Regions from separate parts of the Mus musculus genome. Here regions 2, 3, 4, 5 and 6 are each linked to region 1. Evidence: chromatin contacts called from public ChIA-PET, HiChIP or PLAC-seq and promoter capture Hi-C data. All regions are on one chromosome and are shown on one strand. The core of a region is the stretch at or near the end of the contact, and the rest is flanking DNA. Distances in the headings are between cores, read along the strand shown.

Region 1 (3,254 bases), core at 380-2,879:
TGTGTGATGTGGGATGAGAAGCCTCACAAGGGACTGACAAAGGCAAGTTGGGTCTGTTACATTCCAGGATAATGGCCAGGAGTGGCTCTCAGATGAGCCGGTCCCTGGCTCTCTGGCCAAAGCCTGTTCCTGTTCTAGCGACATTCCAGGACTGAGTTCTCATCCAAGCCATGACCCTTGACCTTATCTGGATCCGTAGGCACCCTGCTTGTCTACACAGACATCTTGTGGTCCAGGCACAGGGTATCCCCACAGTCCCTAGTTTCTAGGAAAGCTGTAGCTCAGACATGGACATCAGTATAATCAGATGCCTAGGCGAGCCTCAAATGGAGACAATGAACGTCAGCGGTCCAGCCTCCTGGCCTCCTCGAAAACTCAGCTGTGAAGTACCTGTAGTCTCCCACTCTATTAGTTCTAAAGAGCTGACACAGGAGCCTGGAGCTAGCAGCTTGCCAGTATGACCAGGAGCAGAGGAGTGACCCCCTTGAGATCCTCTGCCCTTTTTGTAACAATACAATAAGCATTCCTATTGAATTCTCCTGATGAGTTCTGCGGGCTTAAGTGTGTTGCAAGGACAATAGCCCTTGTTCCTCTCCAGCCTTCTTGACCCTTTAAGATGTCTCCTCTTGAAGGCAGCTCTGCAACACTTTCCTTCTCCAAACTGCCAGCTCTCTGAGAGTCACAGTTCTCAGTTCTCTTTCAGTGACCCTGTCATTCTCAGAAAACATACTTGTCCCAGCCCTTCCCCCCCCCCACCCCTTTCTTTGAATCTCAAGGTTGTGTTTCAGTTGCAAAACTCTGAGAGGGGGAGTGAAAACCTCAGCCCGTGTTTGTGATGTTCAGCGGGGCACATCCCCAGTGCCTCTGTAGATAACATGACTGACTGTGCTCTTTTTACTTTGAACTCCTGTAAAAGTGTGTTTTGGGGTCCCCGGTCTTCGTACTTCTGTGCCACTTGGTCCCTCCAACTCTCCACTTTTTCATTCTCTCCTGGGCTACAGGAACCTAGCCTGAGCTGAGGAGTGGGTAAAGTGTGTGTGTGTGAGGGGGGTGGGCAGCAGGCAGCGGAGATGAATTGTGGGCTAAAGACTAACAGGGTGGTCGGGAAGGGTGGGCAGAAAGAAGGGATGGGGTGAGATGGTAGGGTTCAGGGAGAGGAGCCTAACTAAGAAGGGGCACGATCAGACCCACGGAAGAACCAGAACAGCCGAAAAGTGAGGGCTAAGTTATGGATTGTCCGGAGGTGGTAGGATAATGATTTGAGGAACAAGGGTACGTACAGGACGGAAACTATAGGCTTTACCCATCCATCGCTGGCCACTCCCAAACAGCCACAGTTAATCTTAGCCTCCTCCACTTAAACAGCAGGTGAGCCGGAGACCGTTTTGCCAGCATGAAGGAGCTGGGGCGGGACCCCAGCCCATCCAAGCAGATTCTCCCGCGAATGTGAACTTTAAAGCAACAGAGCGAGCGCTGGGGAGCCTACCGTATGCAATGAATTCTAGGCTCAGGCTGGAGATCGTGACGAGGAATGGGAGCAAACGCGACAACATCCTGGGCGCACAGCGGCATCGTCCACTGGAGCCGGCCTTTACGCCTCCGGCCGGCGGCGTCCTGAGAACTGAAGACTGCCGCTGGATCCACAGGGCCAGCTTGACATCAACCTGAAGGCGGAGCCTCGTTGCTCCGCCCTCAGCCCACGGAGCTTGGGAACCTCCGCAGGAACCTCAGCAGGCAGCGAAGTCTAGCTAGTTCTGGGGCATTTGTCTCAAGGTGAAAGAGCAGCTGAGGCTTTCTGTGGCTGGGCTCTTAACTCTCACACCGACTGGACAGCCTGTCTCCCCTCTCCCTCCCCCTCCCCTTCCCCTTGCCCCCTTCCCCTCTCTGTTGTAGCAATTGGAATTACTGACTGGGCCAGGAGCAAAGCACAAGCGTGCAGGTACATGTGTGAAAGTCCTGGGACCTCTATGCAGGGCCCTCTGCTAAGCCAACAGTGAGGGAACGTCCCTACCTGACTCTTGGTGGGAGTCCATGACACCCCCAGGCCCTTTAGGTTGTTCTTGCCCTAAATCTGCAGGTTAGAAGTGTCAATAGGCGCCTTGAGGGACCTGGTATCACTCAGATGCCTCTTCAGTGACCAGGACATCTGTCTGCCCTCCAGTGTCACCAAAGATGTTAATTGTGTGAGAGACCAAGCTTTGTCCACCTGACTTATTGGCAGGTGGCGCTGATACTGTGAGTATGTCACTTACATGATTTTCAGGGATCTAATTGTGAGGTGTACAGCGCCCGTGGGGTCATCTGCCAGGTACATATTCATGCTATCCTGGAAGCCCTGTTTTTGTTCTGAGGAGGCACAGAAGCCAAGGAAGGGCTGGAGTCACTAGGATGCCCTTGCTCTCAAGAAGTCACTTTCTATTCCCCTCAGAGCCTACCTGTCACACGGAAGACACTACTGCCTTGAGAAGGCTTGGCCAGCCATCGGTCTGCAAATTGCATGATTCTCAGTGCCAATACCAATCCTGCCTCCCATCAAATTAGAAACTGACTGAAAACAGTATGAGGTATTTGTTAAATTTTTCTTTTTCTTCCTGGAAATTGGATTGGATGGTTCTCCGGTGTGAAGTTCGTAGATGACAAAGTACTGTTACTATGTCAAAGATTTGGGCAACCTCTGAACCTGGAGAAGGACCCTCCAACTTGGGGGTGTCAGACACGAGCACTGCCGTCGTGACCTGAGAGCTAGTGATGCACACCACCCCCTTGGCTTGTGGAGACACAAGCTTTGTCTAAACACCGTGGGAGTGGATAGTGCTATGTCCAGTGGCCTAGACAGAGGATGCCAAGTGGAGTGGGATCATGTTCTGTGCCGAGGGAACTCACTGGGAAAGGTGCTTGTCTGTGAGGACTGGGCTGCCCTAGCTATTCAGCTAGTTGGAAGTAATATCTGTGAACCATAGCATCGAGCACACACACACACACACACACACGCACACACACACAATCAGTGAGAACCACACTCAGGGATACCCTCGTCACTGTGAATACCCTCATGTCAGCCATGTTGGAAAACTTCAGACTTCTTAATGTGGGAGGACTTTGTTTTAATTGCTGTTCTGCACTGCCCATCCTTCCGCTGGTAAAGCACATATACTGCTTGGCGTGACACAAGTACCCAGGCGTGACGCAAGTACCCGGGCATGACTTCTTAGTCCCCGTTTACCTCTTAAAAAAGAGGACACTGCGGTGTTTCT
Region 2 (3,254 bases), core at 558-3,057, 940 kb before region 1:
GTGTAGCTCAGCCTCCCAGTTTGGAAGACCCTTCCCCTCCAACTATGGAAATGTTGTGAGCTAATATCCCTCCCTCCCTTCCTCCCTCTCACATCCGCGTGCACTCCAATCCCTCTCTCTCTTTTTTTTTTTTTTACTCACTCATCATGCATGATGATGCCTGGTACACAGGTCTCTTTGTGTCCTATGCCTCAGGGGACACCAGAGGAGAGGAAAACATTTGCCTCCCTGATGTTGGCTTGCATGTGTTACACATACAAGAAAAACAAAACTTACTATACTATCCAGTAAAGTGTATTTGGGACATAGATGGGGCTTTTAATGTTAATAAGAGCCATCTCCAAGTTGAATGGACATTGAATACCTGACTTTCAGAAAAAGGAACCTAAGAAGTTCTTCTTCTTCTTCTTCTTTTTTTTTTTTTTTTTTTTTTTTTTTTTGGTTTTTCGAGACAGGGTTTCTCTGTGTAGCCCTGGCTGTCCTGGAACTCACTCTGTAGACCAGGCTGGCCTTGAACTCAGAAATCCACCTGCCTCTGCCTCCCAAGTGCTGGGATTAAAGGCGTGGGCCACCACCACCCGGCTTTTTTTTTTTTTTTTTTAGATTTATTATATGTAAGTACACTGTAGCTGTCTTCAGACACACCAGAGGAGGGCGTCAGATCTCATTACGGATGGTTGTGAGCCACCATGTGGTTGCTGGGATTTGAACTCAGGACCTTCGGAAGAGCAGACTTAACCACTGAGCCTACTCTCCAGCCCTTAAGAAATTCTTTGACCTAAGTAGTGTCAACTTCACCCTGATTCTAGGAGTATGCTGTAATTCAAAAGGGGATGGACAAAACGCCATGTTATTGTCAACTCCCTAACTCTCTGTGGTGGATTCCTCTCTGAGGAAAACATTTGCCACCTAAGGGATCAATATTCCAGTGAACTGCTGTACTACTAGCGTGTACAGGTGTCAAAAGGCAAGTAAGTGACTGGGAGGAAGAAACTTGACTGGGAGGAAACCCACAAGCTCACTGGAGGTATGGACAAGCTCTCCTGCCTCGTTAGTTATTTGCAATGCGTCGGTTTCTGTCTATTTGGAAAGCGTTGGCACAGTGCTGTGATCCAACATCAAGTTTTAATCCCTGCTTTAATCGAAGACCTGAAAGCTCAAACAGTTTCCTCCTGGCGAAATGCAGCGGTAGGTTGCCCAGCAACAAACTGCTATAGTGGAGGCAGAAGGTGGGTGGGTTGTGGGAAAAGTACCTGGATCATGAACAAGAAAAAGGGCGGGAGGGGCTTTTCGAGTGTCTGAGCTTCCCAGGTTTTAAAAACCCTCCAGATTGTTCCTGAGTTTCTGGAACCAGTGTTTACGTCGGCAACAGTTTTCCTGCAAAGAGCGGGTGTGCTTCCACACTCTCATTCTTCCTGACCACGGCCAGCTCTCAGTAGCCATATTTCCAGCCCCAGGGCATCCCAGACTAAGCTCAGGCTGCTAGCCCTTTAAACCCGACCTGCGAGGGAGACGACGTGGAACCACAGAACTAGCGGTGTCAGCCACGTGGTACGAGGAAGCGTTCATGTTGGAACTGGGCAAAGCCTATTTCCACTCTGAGCTGCACAATATGATTGTTTCGAGAGTATCCACGTTCTTGTATTTTCTTCAGTTGAGTTTTCAAAAACGCTAATGGTACCACTCCTTTAGAACTAAAGCTTTGTTTAAAATAACACTACCGGTCCGGCTACAGTGCCCGTTTTAAAAATGGTGCTTCGGTCTTCAGCAGCGATAGTTCTTTCGCAATTAAGATCCGGGTGGAAACAATGGGTAGGTGCAGCGGGGCAGAGCCGAGGTTGCTTCCTAAGAGCTTCTTGCTGGTCAGGAGGGAGGGTCAGGTCCTAGCGTCCTAGCTGGGTTTTGTTCCCGCTGGCGCCGGAATCCTCTGCGGGTTGGGAGCCGCACTGCCGGCTGCCGAGGCCACGGGATTGTTCCTGGCTTACCAGTTAGCTGAGTAGGCGGCGGGGCGGCGGCCACCGGAGGGTCACCATGTGGGCCTTCCCGGAGTTGCCCCTGCCGCTGCCGCTGCTGGTGAATTTGATCGGCTCGCTGTTGGGATTCGTGGCTACAGTCACCCTCATCCCTGCCTTCCGTAGCCACTTTATCGCCGCGCGCCTCTGTGGCCAGGACCTCAACAAGCTCAGCCAGCAGCAGATGTGAGTAACCGCACGCGAGTGTCCTGGGTTGGGGGGGGGGGGGGCAGGATTGTGCAGAACAGGGGCAAGGACTGAGATGCTTGGCTTTGCACTAGCCGGAAAGCTAACCTAGGCACCCAGAACTCTGGGAGGTCATTAAAGTTGTCTATCCTTGGGAAGGACGGAATGGAACTGTTGGGTGTCAGGAGTTGTAGAGGGGTAGGTATCCTTTGCCCTGTGCACGCTCTCCCTACTCCCCAACAAACAAAATCCTGAGAAGGCCACTTTGGTTTACTGGGACCCCTACTATTGTGAGTGACCACGCCCCTTTCTTCTTCCTCCTCCACCCTTTCCCGCTGGGCCGCAGCCCAGAGTCCCAGGGAGTGATCAGCGGTGCTGTTTTCCTTATCATCCTCTTCTGCTTCATCCCTTTCCCCTTCCTGAACTGCTTCGTGGAGGAGCAGTGTAAGGCATTCCCCCACCATGAAGTAAGTGCACCAGTGGGGAAGTTATTAGCGGGCTGGCTGGGGCCGGGCACTTGAGTTGGGGTTATTTGGATTTGGGAAAAGGATGCTTGTGGCCACAACCATAGAGACAGGAATTCTTGGACTGGTGATATAGCTCGGTGGTAGAGCGCTTTCTCAGTATGTGAGTATGTGCAAGGACCCGGCGTTCAATCACCAACTCCGAAAAAAAAAATGGAAAAGACAGGAATTCTTGACAGAGTAGAAGTAGGTGTGAGTCATTACGTGCCCACTTCTCCCCCAGTTTGTGGCCCTAATAGGTGCCCTCCTTGCCATCTGCTGCATGATCTTCCTGGGGTTTGCTGATGATGTCCTCAATCTCCGCTGGCGCCACAAGCTGCTGCTGCCCACAGCTGCCTCACTACCTCTCCTCATGGTCTACTTCACAAACTTTGGCAATACAACCATCGTGGTGCCCAAGCCCTTCCGCTGGATTCTGGGCCTGCATTTGGACTTGGGTGAGTAACCTTGCCACTACTGCCCCTGTGGCACCTACTTTCTGGTACCCTTGCCTCTGAGGTCCCAATAGAGGACCCCTCCTGGTGGTCCATAT
Region 3 (3,254 bases), core at 428-2,927, 690 kb after region 1:
TCCCTGTGCACACACTGTCACGGGAGATCAAGACGTGCCCTCAAGCCCTCAATCTTCTTCCTCATGAACTAGGAAAGCAGCAAGAAGCTCCGGTTCCACTGCTACTCTGGAGGCCAGAGCCCTGCAGGGAGGGGTGTAGGGAACTGTGTCGAAATACAAGTTGTCTCTCTAGTTCTGACCATGGGCCAAGCTCTGAAGTGACTTTCCATCTGAACCTTGATTCACCCTCTCTAAGAAAATAAAGAAATAACCCACCCTCTCTGCTGCGGACAAAGCTACACAGGACAGTGGGCGTTTAAAAGTGAAGAAATCACAACTGCAGACAACTAGTTACTAGGTTGCTGAAACCAAATCTAGGGGTAACGTTTCCCTGAGGGGTAGGTGCCACTTCCGGGATGATCCTGGAAATGGTACTCAAAAGGGGAGATCAGACTTCAAGGAAATGGATCCTGATGGTTGATCATGGCCTGCCAGAAACCAAACTCCTCTCCCTCCCAAAGAAAGCCTCAGGTGCCTCCTCCTCAACTCCAGTGCTTCCGAGTCAATCCAGATCGGGCCTTGGAGAATGAGCAAGAGAGCTAGGCAGGCCACACAGCCAGGCAGCAAGAATCTCCCAGGCTGTGCTCTGCCTGGGCCCAGCTCTGCCAGCCTTCTTTCTACTTTCACTACTGGGAAGAAATGAGTAAGAAGTCGGAGATAGTTCTGTCTTAGAAACAAACTCCCTTTTCTCTTGCCACTCAGCCTTCGAGGGCCTTATCTTGTCACCTTCAACTTACAAGGCCAGCTGGCTTTCTGAGGCAAGGAGGTCTGTCTCCTTCACCTCCCTGTGACCGAGCTCTTTCAATTCTAAGTTGGCCCCATCTGGAGTTGTCTGAGCCACGCAAGGCTGGGAGCCTGTTTTCCCCTCACCCCGACCTCACAGACTGAGAGCTAGATTGAGAGCCAGGTCACAGAGCAGACCAGACCGGTCCTGATCACAGCTGGTGGCAGGGAACTTCCCAAGCTGCCCCGCTGGAGCTGCCCGGGAATGCTGGTGGAAACCAGGTCTTGGCAGGGGGAGGGCGGCTCAAAGGCTGGCGGAGAGGAAAGGGGCAGCATCAAGTCCAGGCCGGGCGCCCACCCGCTCGGCCGCCCGTGGAGTCCCGCGCTCACCCGGTTGCGGGTCACGGTGTGGTTGAAGGTGTAGATGTTGACCAGCTCGCTGTTGACGTCGTCCGCGTAGGTGCGCTCAAACTCCGCGTCTTTCTGCGAGACGTTCTTGGGCCCCAGGGCCCCCAGGTGGCTCTCGACGGAGGCCACCAAGAGCACGCACAAGGGCAGACGCCAGGCGATCATGGCCCGGGACGGCGGGGATTGGCGACGGGACGGCGACCGGGCGCGTTGCGGCTGCCGCAGCAGCTTCCAGCATCTCACCGGGACCAGAACTTTAACCCCGGCCTCAGATAGGACGCGTCCCCTCCCTGGAGCCGCTCCTGGGCCTCGCGCGGATCCCGGCTCGCGAGGGCGGCACCGCGACCCGCTACCCCAGCCCGGCCCAGCCCGGCCCAGCCCGGCTGGAGACCCGGCGTCCGCTCGCGCCCGGAGAGCCGAGGCGGCGGTGGCCCTGGCCCGAAGGCTTCCCGGACGCGGGCCCTTTAAGGGCGGCGGACGCGGCGCAGAACTCGGAGCTACCAGGAGCTGCGCCGCGGTAAACAGCGGGCTGTGCCCGCCCGCTTACGTCATGGGAAACCGACGCGGATTTAAAGGGCCAGGCTGCCTCTACTTCCCACGCAGCCGTCGCCGCCTCCTTCCTTCGCTGTCCTGTGAGCGTCTGGAGTTGGGTTTTTCACGAAGGATCACTAAGTATTGGATTCTTGCTTTTGTGGTCCGCGTTTTTTTGGCTTTTTGAGACGGCTCACATAACTCAGGCTGGTCTGGAACTGGTCGTGTAAGTTTGGAGAGTCTTGAACGCCTGATCCTCCTCCCACCTCTACTGCTGGGTGTTGGCATTGCTGGCAAGATTCACAGAGCCCAGTAAGTGCAGGGTCTTGCTGACAGATGATTTCTTTGCTCAAGACAGGAATTGTGCTCCAAAATCATTACCCCAGCATCATTCTTTTTCCCTCATTGGCTCATAAAAGCGCCTGCCCACTGAGAGCAGCTCAGCGGCCGCTCCCCTCTCACAGTAGAGGGGATAACCAGAACCAGGGCACCATAACCAGGATGCCTTCCAACCTGTGAGCTCTGTCCCTACTCTGCAGAAACTGCTTTGTTTGTTTGAACAAAGCCCACGGAAAGATTCTGACCTTTCGTTGTCAACTGGCAAAAACCTTTCTGAGGAACTGTTTTGGCTTAGGCTTAAAAGAGCTCTATACCCTTCAACCCAGTCATTCCACTCCAGGGACTGTGTCCTACGAATAAGAAATACAAATAAAATATGGGGACAGCAATTTGCATCCCTGTGATCTTGAGAAAGCTCAAAGGAAACTGCTTGTTCACAGTGAAGGAAGAGGTGGTCAGAGATACTACTATGAAGTTAAGCAGATAGATTCTTAATACCATCAAAGGGACATCTAAGGAGGGAATTCAAGAATAACATTATATAAGTGGTATATAATCCAAACTTCAGACATAAATAGGAAAATATGCACAAGAACCGAGCTGAGATGGCTTATCAGGAAGAGGCACTTGCCATGGAAAGCCCGGCCTGAGCTCTACACCAGGGAGGAGAGAACTAACTCCACAAATTTGTTCTCTGACTTCCACAGACACCTGGCAACATGTGCTTGCGCACTTCACACACAGACACATGAACAATAATAAATTATATATATATATATACACACACACACACACACACACACACACATGTACAAGGGTGGATGAAGTGTCTCAGTGGGTGCGGGTGCTTGCCAAGATGCCTGATGACCATCTCTGGGACCCAAAAGGTGGAAGAGGGGAAAAACCTGACTCTGCAAGTTGTCATCCGCCCTCCACATGCATGCTGTAGCACCTCTGAAACATACACATATACACAATATGTAATTAAAGGTCATTACAAAGAACACAGACACACACACAGACACACAGACACACACATACACACACACACACACTTGGGTTCCATCCTGTTAGGAAAAGTATCGGTTCAGGGAGCCCCAAACCAAGTTCTCAGCACAAAGGAAGATTGATTTGCCACAGAAGGCATGGAATATGAGACAAAGACAGGAGACAGTGGATGAGGGAGAAGGGGAAGGGGTATTTGAGGACAAAGG
Region 4 (3,254 bases), core at 346-2,845, 660 kb before region 1:
GCCTATTCCCTTGCAGGAGTAGCTATTTTAAAATCTGGGTGGGAGATAAAAATGCTTTAAACTCAGAATTGCAAAAAGCATCACCATCATCATAATACATTAAGAGTGCTGGGTGTGGTGGCACAAATGACAACTGGCTATTATTCTACTCTGTGCTTGCTATGGCAAGCATGCACTGGAGTTTGGTAGACTTGGGCTCTCAAGTAAAAAACAAAAAACAAAAAACAGGAGAGCGCAGCGGTTTAAAAGGGGGGGGGGGGCTTCAGACTTATTCTGATTGGATGTTGCTAGCTAAGAAGCAGGAGGGCTGGAAGCAGGGAGTCATTGGTTTAGAGAGCATATTTGGCTTTCTCTGATTGGTCTCAAGTTGGAAGCAGCGGTAAAAATATGGAAGCTGCAAGTCAGTGACTAAGTACTGACTGTCCAGGATTCCCTAACGTCGGTGTTTAGTAAGGAATCGCACTGTCCCAAAGGGTTTAACCACTGTCAGTATTTCCAGCCCTCCAGCAGCGTAAGACGCGAGTTTTTAACTTTCTCCGGCCCAGCTCGATTTTTACTTAACAAACAAAAAAGTTTGTTTTGCTTGGAACAAGACGACTTTCTAGGTTAAGGATAAGACATCAGGATCCGAGAATCATAGAAACAAACGCACAAATATCTGCAGTAAGGGTCAGGCAGGAGAATCTACGGGTCTCCCATTTGCACAGCGAGCCCTCACTGGTAGAGGCGATCCGCCCTTCTTTCTAGAAGAGTGCCACTGCGGGCAGGAGCAAAGGGTCACCTCGCCTGCACTCCGGGTTTGATAGCCCACGACCGAGGGCGCGCTCCCGGCTCACTGCTTCCCCCGGTGCCCCTTCCCGCTCCCTCTCAGACAGCATCGGCCCCAAAGGCCCCACTTTTCTGCACGCCCTGGCCTCGCAGCGTCCTCCCGGCCATCCCAGCTCAGCTTCCGGACCCGCGCAGGCTGCCCTCCGAGTGTGTCCGAGGTCAGCAGTCAGCAGACGTCCCCTCCGGCCCGGGACCCGTCAGCCCAGCTCCGAAGGGACGAACGAAGGCAAGGGCGACAGTCCTCGGCCACCGCCATTCATTTCCCCAGCGGTCTCGTCAGCTCTGCAGGCAAGCCCTCTCGCCCGTCCGTCCATCCGTCCGTCCCTCCGTCCCGAAAGCAACCCCGTGTTTCCCTGAGCTCGGCCCCGTCAAAGGCCGGTCTCTCCCGACCCTCGCCCGCCGCGCCCAGGAAGCCGTGACGCCGCGGCGGCTGCAGCTGCAGCGGCCGAGCTCTCGCCATCTTGTGTGGAGGAGGAGGAGCCGCGGCCGCCGCCATGCGGAGCGGCTGGGAAGGAGGGAGGGAGGCGACGGCGGCGGGCGAGGGAGGGGGCAGAGCAGCAGAGTCAGCTCAGCCCGGCGGCGGCGACATCGGGGGCGCCGGCACAGCGGGCGCCGGCCGAGGTAGTGCGGGGTGGCGGCGGCGGCGGCGGCGGCGAGCTGCGCGGGCAGCGAGCGTCGCGGCGGGGGCGGGGCGGGGCGGCGGGCGTCGCGGCGAGGGGCCGGGTGGGGGCGGGCGGAGGTTTCCGAGGAGGAAGGAGCCGCCGCCATTTTGGGAGCTTCGAGTCAACAATAAAGGACCGAGGGTGCGGAGCGGGAGTGGCCTCGGTGGTAGGACTCGGGCCCGAGCCGCGGGGCGTGGGGTGAGGCGGCGTGGTCGGGGTCGGCAGGATCCTGAGGGTATCAGGGAGCCCCCTTCGGGCAGAAGCCCGAGGCCCAGGCCTGGCCCGGGAGGACGGGCGGGTGGCCGCTGAGAAGAGCGGGGGCGGCGGAGAGGAGTGGAACCGAGGAATGTGGCGTGTGCGGGGTATGGAGGAGGAGCGGCGGGGAGCTCTGGACGAGCGGTGCGGTAGACGGGAGCGGGGACGGAACACCGGCCGGGACACCCGAGTGAGGTTGGGAGTGCGAGGCAGGGCAGCCCTGCGGGGGGTGGCAGGGCTGTGCTGGCCGGGGACTCGGCTGGGAGAGGAGCCGCGGCTGCTCGCTTGCAAGTAGGCCTTGCAGGTTGGTGGGGACAGAGGGTTTGGGGGAGACTCGGCGGCGTAAGAGGGGAGGAGAGGCGGTCCAGTTTCGGGGTTCTCTTCCGGGCCTTCTGAGGGGGGGGAGTCCCTATTGTTTCCCACTCGCAGAGCTGGTTCCGGCTCTTGTGGCGCAGATAGGATTGCAGGGCAGAAACCCTTTTGCTTTTTGATCCGAGGGAGCTGGGTTTGAAGCGAGGGAAGTTGGGGGAGGGGGCGAGGAATTATTGCCTTACGGTTACCGGACTCCGATTCTTGGCTTAGGGTTTTCCCTTCGCCATAGCCCCCCTTTACCTTCGTAAGAACCCCAATCACTCCTACTTCCTGTTGAGGCGTATAGAAATCGCCCTGTATTTGCAAACAAAAGCCCTTGTTGGAGCTTATGGGACTGTTTTAGGTGTGAAAACTGTCAATTGCTAACCACGGTCTGGGCCCTGCTGTAATTAACTCTGCCAGGGGCTCCTCCCAACTAAGTCTTATGTTCCTTCGTGGTTTTGTTTTAGGAATATAACTTGCAAATCTAAATTGGGAAGGGGTAGGACGAAAAATTTCCCACTGAGCCATAAAGCTGCAGTGCAGGTATCCGTTTCTGGAGGGAGCAGTTATCGAAGTCTCTGGGTTTAAGGCGCTAGGAGGTTTTACTGTGCTTGATTGACAGTACTGATGGTGTCGGTTAGGATTCAGAGGTTGCCCCCTTCATCCTCTTAGTGCTGTACAAACAGTAAGCCTTCCTGTTTGACGGACCTGATACTGTTGATCGTATGCTGTCAATACAGAAAATACCTATTGAGATAACAAATAAACAATTTAATGTGATAGAAGCATTTGTGAGCAAGTTGATGTATTTAACTTGAGATATCTTTTGACTTCTAAATTATGGATTTGGGATACTTGGTTTGAGGCAAAGATAACCAGTACTAATTAAGCTAGTGTTTCGGGTGCCAGTGAAATGTAAGGGGGTTACAAAATAAAACTGAAGGAGTTGGACTTATACTTACAAGTCCTTAGTAATATTTTATTTACCAAATTTTGAGAATTCCATTTGGGGAACAATTTAAAGTAGAGGAGGTTGACCAACTCTTTCTTAAAATAACTGTTAATTAGACGCTGTATTCTAGGTGATTTGGGAGAATTTTATTAAACCTGTAAGTTTAACTCTCTGGTATTTCTTTCCCCCTTAACTACAGGACT
Region 5 (3,254 bases), core at 535-3,034, 640 kb after region 1:
TCTGGACAGAAATGCAGTCATTCCAAACAGACGATAATCTGATAAGAATTTTCTGAATGGTCCACATACCTACCTCCATTTATTAAAGTTGACCTTTTTGGCCAAGATTCAATAATATGTTTAAATCCCTTTTGGCTGTTGCAGTCAAAGCATTCTCTATTAATTTAAGTGATAGGGTTTATGTGAGGTGTTTCCAAGAACAAGTCACCCCGGACCATCTCTGTGGGGTGTCTTTTAGCCTGACAGTATTCCTTTCCTACAGATGGGAATGTCTGGTATCTGCCAACGCCCCACTAACAAGTTACCATTGAGTCACAGGCTACTACTCAGTTACTCCAGGAGAAAAGGGAGATGTTGAAAAACATGGTAACTCAAGTAAGGGAACCCAAGAAGACGGTTTTTTACATTTTTATTTTTAAGAGCATCTTTTTTGCTGCAAAATAAACTCGGCCTTCTATGGTAACAAGAAAAACTAGGTGGTAAAAGTAGGATTAGTTCCCATTCCTGCTTTTATTTTGACAGCATCCCATGAATAGAATATCTCTGAACCCAGAAGAATGCACAAGAGCAGATACCGAGTCGGGCTGAATCAATAGTCACAGCTCAGTGCCTCAGTTTCCTCTCATAATAAAAAGCTCCTAGGTGAAAATGGGCCCTGAAACGCCATTATTGCATCTCGGATGCAATCAGTCTGCCTACAATAGGGTCGAGATCATTGCCTCCAACAGGGAACAAGGTCTGGGTCACCGATGCCCAGTAAACGAAAACCTTAGGGCAAGGGTCATACGTGAAACTCCGCAGCTAGAGCCCCAAACGAGAGGGATGGGGGGTGGGGTCGCACATCTGGCTCAAGAGCCCAGTGTGCCCAAGGGAATCCCGCAAGGCAGTGATGGTCACCAGTCAGGCGGCGACGCAGAAGGGGACAATGGGGGGAAGCTGCGCCGGGTGGTCACCGCCACTCTTCACAGGGAGCTGCCGCTACGCTGGCCCTTGGCACTGGCCAGCGCCACCTCCACCCCTTCCCCTCCGTCCTCACCGGCCGCCAGCTCCCGTCCCACTCCCAGGCCGGGCTCCCGCCCCTGTCCCCGCCGCCCCCTCCCCGCCGCCCCCTCCTCCTCCGCCGCGCCCCCCTAGTCCCGCCGTCCCGACCCGCGCGCGCCGCCCCGCACACACCTCCCGCGCCGCGCCCCCGGGGAGCCAAGCGGGGGGGAGGGAAGGGACGCACCTGAGCGGGCGGAGCGGGGGAGGGGGCGGCCAAGCCTGGGGGAGGGGTCGAGCGCTGGCCCGCGCGCGGCACCTCCCACTTCCGGCGGCGCGAGCGCAAGGGGGCGAGGCCGGGGCGGCGAGAGGAGCGGAACCCGCGGGGTGAGCGGCCGCCACCGACGGCGCCCTCTGGCGGCAGGCGCGGACAGCGACCGGACAACGGAGCCGCTGAGGGGACCAGCCCTGAGACCCAAGCGGAGCCCGAGGGACACGCGGGCCAGAGAGACGGCGGCCGGATGGAGGCGAGAGCCTCTCTGAGGAGTTTATGGGGAAGAGTCAAGGCTATGGCAGTCCGACGGAGAAGAGCCGCGAGGGGTGTTTAGAGGTCGGAACCGGGATGGTCCTTACAGAGGACGCCATGAAGGACGAGGGCCCTGTGGCGGAGGGGGTCCTGTGGCGGAGGACACGAGGATTCGAGGCGCCGGAACTCCCACAGCCCTCACGGGCCTGTGACAGAAGCTGTCGGCGGAGCGCCCGGAGCTCGGCCCGCTGGTCAAGAGGCCGCAGGCCCAGCCGCTGATTGGCTGCGGCGCCGGGCGGAAGTGATGTCGCTGTCAGTGGCGCCTCCGGCTCCGGGGAAGCCGAGAGTTTCCGTAGGGTGGGGGCTGCGGCGGCAGCAGCAGCAGCGACAGTAGCAACAGAGGCTGTGGGTGAGTCGGGAAGAAATGTAGTGGAGGCTGGACCTCGGATATACGGGGGACCATGGACCGGGGCTGGTCGGCGTCTGCGGAGGAGGTCCTTCGCTGAGGGCACCTTGGGTCCTGGCGTGGGCGACCCCAGAGGGACCGGGTCTCCGGGTCGTAGGTTCCGGACAGCATCGGTCCTAAGGAGAGAGAGGCACATTGCACGGAGCAGCTGAGTCCGCGTGGGAGTGGGGGCATCAGAAAACTCACTCTGTACAGACCCTGGTTCCTGTGAGTGGGGAGGCGGGGCTTGAAGGACGGTGGTTTAAGAGCAGAATCTTGAGCAGGAAAGGTGCCCGTCTACCTTAGTTGAGGGTGATGGGAGTCTATTTTCAGAAAGTGCTTAAGATTTCTTGCTCAGAGGTCTGAGAATAAGTGCTGCTGTGCCTCTGGACCACAGGGAGAAAAAAACAAACAAACAAACAAAACAAAACAAAAACAAAACTCGGTTTCTCTTCCAGAAATCTCTGTTGGAACCTACAGAGATTGTAGGAGCCTGCCTGAGTGGATGGCTGCTATCAAACCAGACTTTGGATTTACTTATATGCAGACTAGGGAAGACACCTGGGTATCTTGGGCCAAATTGAAGCAGCCCCAGGGGCAGGAAGAATGTAATAGGAAATATGCCATGGAACTTAAGGACATGGTGGCCCACACCTATAATAACAGCAGTAAAGGGGTGGAAGCAAGAGTTCTCAGCCAACCTTTATTATATAAAGAAAGCTTGTTTAAGCCGGATGTTGGTGGCACACACCTTTGTTATCCCAGCACTCTGGAAGCGGAAGCAGGCTGGCTCTCTTGAGTTCCAGGCCAGCCTGGTATACAGAGGAAGGGAGGTCCAAGGAGTCTTTGGTAAAACAGTCTTTCCAGAATGTTTTAAGTCGGTACCATCCAAGTGTATGTCTGGACACCAAGACTGCTGCAGTGTGGGCTTGGTAGACAGTAGTGAGTTTTAAATGAGCTCAAGACCCCACATGTGCCTTGTTCCTGCCCCCACAGTTGCTCGAAAGTTCTAATTTGGTGGGGTTTTTTCCCCTTTGAGTGGTTGAAGACAGGGCTGGAGCCTGTGCCCTCACTGAAAATCCAACTTGGTGAGACGGGGCCAGCTCCTTAGTCCTTCTTGCCAGTCATTTCCTCTCTCCCAGTTACCCACATGCACTTATACTACATTTTATTTCCATTATCTGGCTTTCTCCCTGATTGACAGTTAGGTCTTGCTAAGCCCTTAAAGAAGCAAATGAAAATAACATGATAGGTTAAGAAGTGGGGTATCTGGGTTCTGTATTGGTGTGGCCTTATTGTGATGAA
Region 6 (3,254 bases), core at 345-2,844, 560 kb after region 1:
TGTGAGTATGTGAGTGTGTGTGTGGATGTGTACGTGTGTGTGAGTGTGTGTGTGTCTGTGTATATGTGAGTATGTGAGTGTGTGTGTGTCTGTGTACGTGTGTGTGAGTGTGTGTGTATCTGTGTATATGTGAGTATGTGAGTGTGTGTGTGTCTGTGTATGTGTGTGTGAGTGTGTGTGTGTATCTGTGTATATGTGAGTATTCGAGTGTGGGAGGGGGGAAGGGATGAGGGGGAGGGGAGGGGGGAGCACAAGCACAGCAAATGTGCTTGATGGGGTAAGGATTAATTATAACAACAAAAACTTGGACTAACCACACACTTCCCGGAACACTTGTATGCGGCAGAACTGTACCAAGGGCTTTATTCGCCACCATCCCACCCCAGCCTCTCAGCTAGAGGTTTACTATCCCCACTTATCAAATACAGAGACTGCTTGAATGAAGGACAAGGAGCAGCGAGTCCGGGCTTGCGAGGGCTTTAGCTGTATACAGGACTTCATAAGGGGCTGCCATGGGAATTTCATAAAGAAAGTTGGAGGTGGTGAGAGTTACCGTTCGGAAAGGTGACTGACAGCTGCACAAGAACCAATCAAAAAGGGGACAAAATCAGAGGCAGTTATTCTGAAAGCGCAGCCAAGAAATTATGAACCAAGCCAGTGGCTACCTGAATGAAAAGCGGCTAATCCTGAGGGCAGGAGAATAGCAGGGTCTCGCAGCTAGGTGAAGGAAGAGAAGAGAGAAAGCAGAGAGGATTTCAGCCAGTCCACTGTGATTTTAGGCCAAGAAGCCGACTGCCAAGAAATCTGAAGCATGCCAGATGACTACTGCAGACAGCGGAATGAATTCTCAGCGTAGAGTGGGCTAAGTGACTGAGGAAGTTCTCCATTGAGACAAGAAACATGGGAGACATTGATAGAAGGTCCGGGGGGGGGGGCGGCGGGGGGGGGGTGCGGGTTGGAGATGATCCGCAAGCACATCTAAGCTCGAGTAAGGTATCTGGCTAGGCAGCAAGTACTTCCCAGAGCAACCGGTAACTGGAGGCTCTAGTCGCAATCCAGAGATGGAGTGCAGAGAAAAGCATGCAGGGGCCTGCAGAGGGCTGAGCTGGCAGACGCGCGAGGGCGAGTCACCGAGGCCAAGAAGAGGGCAGCGGTTCCGGGCGTAGATTCCTGAATCAGTGCAAAGAAAACCCCAAACCTCCTCTCTTGCCCAGCTGGCCGAAAGATGCCATGCGCTTGGCTGAACTTGGGATAGCCCAGGAATGGGCTGGGCAATGGCGGTAGGGTGTAGATTCAGGAGAGGCTAGAAAGCCAGGCCCCGCACGCCGGAGGGCTCTTCTCTCCCAGCTTAGTTCCCGCGCAGCAACACCTCACAACGCTTCAGCTCCCTGCAAACTCCTGCCACGCCACCAAGCCTGGCTCCGAGATCTCACCTGTCCCCGATCCGGGGTTTCCGGGAGGATGGCTCTGCGCCTCCTCCCCAGCACCACCCCGGCCCCCCACCTTCCAGGGACGCCGGGGTGTCCGGCTCCCCGCTTCCAGGGACGCCGGGGTGTTGCCCTGCAGCGACCAGCAACCACTTCCGGAAAGGCACTGGCCTAGCAACTGAGAGGCCCGCCTCTACCAAGAGCCAATAGGTCGCTGACTGAGAGCGTTGGCATTGGATTGGTTGAAGTTCCCCCACGAGGCTTTGCCCGTTGCATCCTGAAAGTTGTAGTTCAAAATAGTGAATAAGCACAATCCCACTCCCACCACAAAGAGGTTAAAAGAGAGACCTGAAGGTAGATAAGAGAATTTCTCCCGCGGACGAAAGGAAGCATTCATAATATTAATAATAATCTACTATTACTATTAATTAAGCAAAATTAACAATCATTTATAGACCATCATTTTGTAAAGGTCGAGTAAAATCACGCGAACAACAGTGATTATCAGTGGTCAACCTATTGATTGGGCCCTTAATAAAAGAACTATGAAGGGGTTGGAGAGATGACTCGGTTGTCAAGAGAGCTGCCTACTAACTTTTTCCTTTTAATGTATTATACGTGGACCGGGATCTGATAACACAAGCCCTTAATGCCACCACTTGGGGCACAAAGCAGACAGATCTCTGTGCGTTTGAGACTAGCCTGGTCTATATAGTGAGTTTCAAGCCAGCTGGGACTACACAGTGAGACCCTGTCTCAAAAAAAATTTTAAGTGTGTGGATGTTTTGTCTACATTATACCTGATAGTCATGGAGGCCAGAAGAGGGCACTGCATCCCCTGAAACTGGAGTTGTAAGCAGTTGTGCGCCACCTTGTGGGTGCTAGAAACCAAACCTAGGTCGTCTGCAAGAACAACAGTGCTCTCAACGGCTGAACCATCATCTCTCCCACTCTACTATTGTAAATTTAAAACCGAGTCCTGCGCCGCTAGAGTCTAAGCCGACAAGGAGAAATTGCGAGTGTTGTTACTAGGGATCTCAAACCAGACATCAGGATGTGTTTCTCATGTTTAACGTCAAATCTTTCTGCAATTCCTTTATTCTCACCACAGATGGGGAAAAAAATCACTGCTCCTCATTATCATCACAATCTTTAAAAGTGTCCCCAAGGGGCCACTGGACCAGACATAGAAGAGATGCCATATCATGACTATATCAGACATAACTAAACACTGCCCATAGCTTCCTATACACAAGACTTGCCATCTGAGGCTGTAGAACCAGCTCAGCAGCTGCCAACACCTGCTGCTCTGCGGGAGGACCAGAGTCTGATTCCCAGCAAGCACGAGGCAGCTCACAACCAGCAGAAACTCTAGTTCCAGAGGATCCAACACCTCTTCTGGCTTCTACCCACACCAGGCAAACACATGTGAACACAGACATGTGGTACACAGACATACCTGCAGGCAAAACACTGGAACACATAAAAGAATAAAATATTTTTTGAAAAAAGCAGCTAGATAGTGGTGACTGAACCACACTGAATCCCAAAGCCTTTATTCCCAACATCCAGAAGGCAGAGACAGTCATATCTTTGTGGGTTCAAGTCCAGCCAGGTCTACAAAATAAGTTCCAAGACTGTCAGGCTGTAACACAGAATAACCCTGTCAGGAAAAAGTCAAAAATAAGGAGGAGGAGGAGGAGGAGGAGGAGGAGGAGGAGGAGGAGGAGGAGGAGGAGGAGGAGGAGGAGAAAGAATGATAGAGACAAGCAGATTTCTATGAATTCTAGACTGGCAAGGTCTACATATCCAGTTCCAGGACTGTAT

Evidence for each region. Promoter capture Hi-C pulls out the DNA fragments that hold promoters and counts their contacts. ChIA-PET counts read pairs in DNA pulled down with a chosen protein or histone mark. HiChIP or PLAC-seq counts read pairs in DNA pulled down with a chosen protein or histone mark.
Region 2: a promoter capture Hi-C map of pre-B cells shows a contact between it and region 1, with 4 times the contacts expected there. The contact joins the promoter of Dpagt1 here to the promoter of Il10ra in region 1. A contact is called at or near these places in 2 of 39 promoter capture datasets (the C10 cell line and pre-B cells).
Region 3: an RNA polymerase II ChIA-PET map of memory CD8 T cells shows a contact between it and region 1, with 11 read pairs. The contact joins the promoter of Sidt2 here to the promoter of Il10ra in region 1. A contact is called at or near these places in 1 of 39 promoter capture datasets (hippocampal neurons) and 2 of 115 datasets of contacts at active chromatin or transcription factors (effector CD8 T cells and memory CD8 T cells).
Region 4: a contact with region 1 is called in an RNA polymerase II ChIA-PET map of memory CD8 T cells, with 16 read pairs. The contact joins the promoter of Ddx6 here to the promoter of Il10ra in region 1. A contact is called at or near these places in 2 of 115 datasets of contacts at active chromatin or transcription factors (bone marrow-derived macrophages and memory CD8 T cells).
Region 5: a promoter capture Hi-C map of pre-B cells shows a contact between it and region 1, with 2.6 times the contacts expected there. The contact joins the promoter of Rnf214 here to the promoter of Il10ra in region 1.
Region 6: a contact with region 1 is called in an H3K4me3 HiChIP or PLAC-seq map of embryonic basal ganglia, with 5 times the contacts expected there. The contact joins the promoter of Cep164 here to the promoter of Il10ra in region 1. A contact is called at or near these places in 2 of 39 promoter capture datasets (the C10 cell line and hippocampal neurons) and 6 of 115 datasets of contacts at active chromatin or transcription factors (embryonic basal ganglia, embryonic forebrain, embryonic hindbrain and 3 more).

The regions. Positions count from the first base shown.
Region 1 is chr9:45,267,520-45,270,773 of GRCm38.p6, forward strand. Il10ra (interleukin 10 receptor, alpha) reads right to left here and starts at 1,630. Exons shown (of 7, transcript NM_008348.3): 1 at 1,487-1,630. The coding sequence starts at 1,553.
Region 2 is chr9:44,325,008-44,328,261 of GRCm38.p6, forward strand. It overlaps Dpagt1 (dolichyl-phosphate (UDP-N-acetylglucosamine) acetylglucosaminephosphotransferase 1 (GlcNAc-1-P transferase)), which reads left to right and starts at 1,808. Exons shown (of 9, transcript NM_007875.3): 1 at 1,808-2,198; 2 at 2,545-2,665; 3 at 2,946-3,159. The coding sequence starts at 2,032.
Region 3 is chr9:45,953,572-45,956,825 of GRCm38.p6, forward strand. It overlaps Sidt2 (SID1 transmembrane family, member 2), which reads right to left and starts at 1,678. Exons shown (of 26, transcript NM_172257.4): 1 at 1,153-1,678. The coding sequence starts at 1,335. A830035O19Rik (RIKEN cDNA A830035O19 gene) reads left to right here and starts at 415. Exons shown (of 1, transcript NR_152206.1): 1 at 415-2,427.
Region 4 is chr9:44,603,297-44,606,550 of GRCm38.p6, forward strand. It overlaps Ddx6 (DEAD (Asp-Glu-Ala-Asp) box polypeptide 6), which reads left to right and starts at 1,596. Exons shown (of 14, transcript NM_181324.3): 1 at 1,596-1,656.
Region 5 is chr9:45,905,127-45,908,380 of GRCm38.p6, forward strand. Rnf214 (ring finger protein 214) reads right to left here and starts at 1,785. Exons shown (of 14, transcript NM_178709.5): 1 at 1,226-1,785. Pcsk7 (proprotein convertase subtilisin/kexin type 7) reads left to right here and starts at 1,443. Exons shown (of 17, transcript NM_008794.2): 1 at 1,443-1,913.
Region 6 is chr9:45,827,069-45,830,322 of GRCm38.p6, forward strand. It overlaps Cep164 (centrosomal protein 164), which reads right to left and starts at 1,595. Exons shown (of 30, transcript NM_001081373.3): 1 at 1,434-1,595.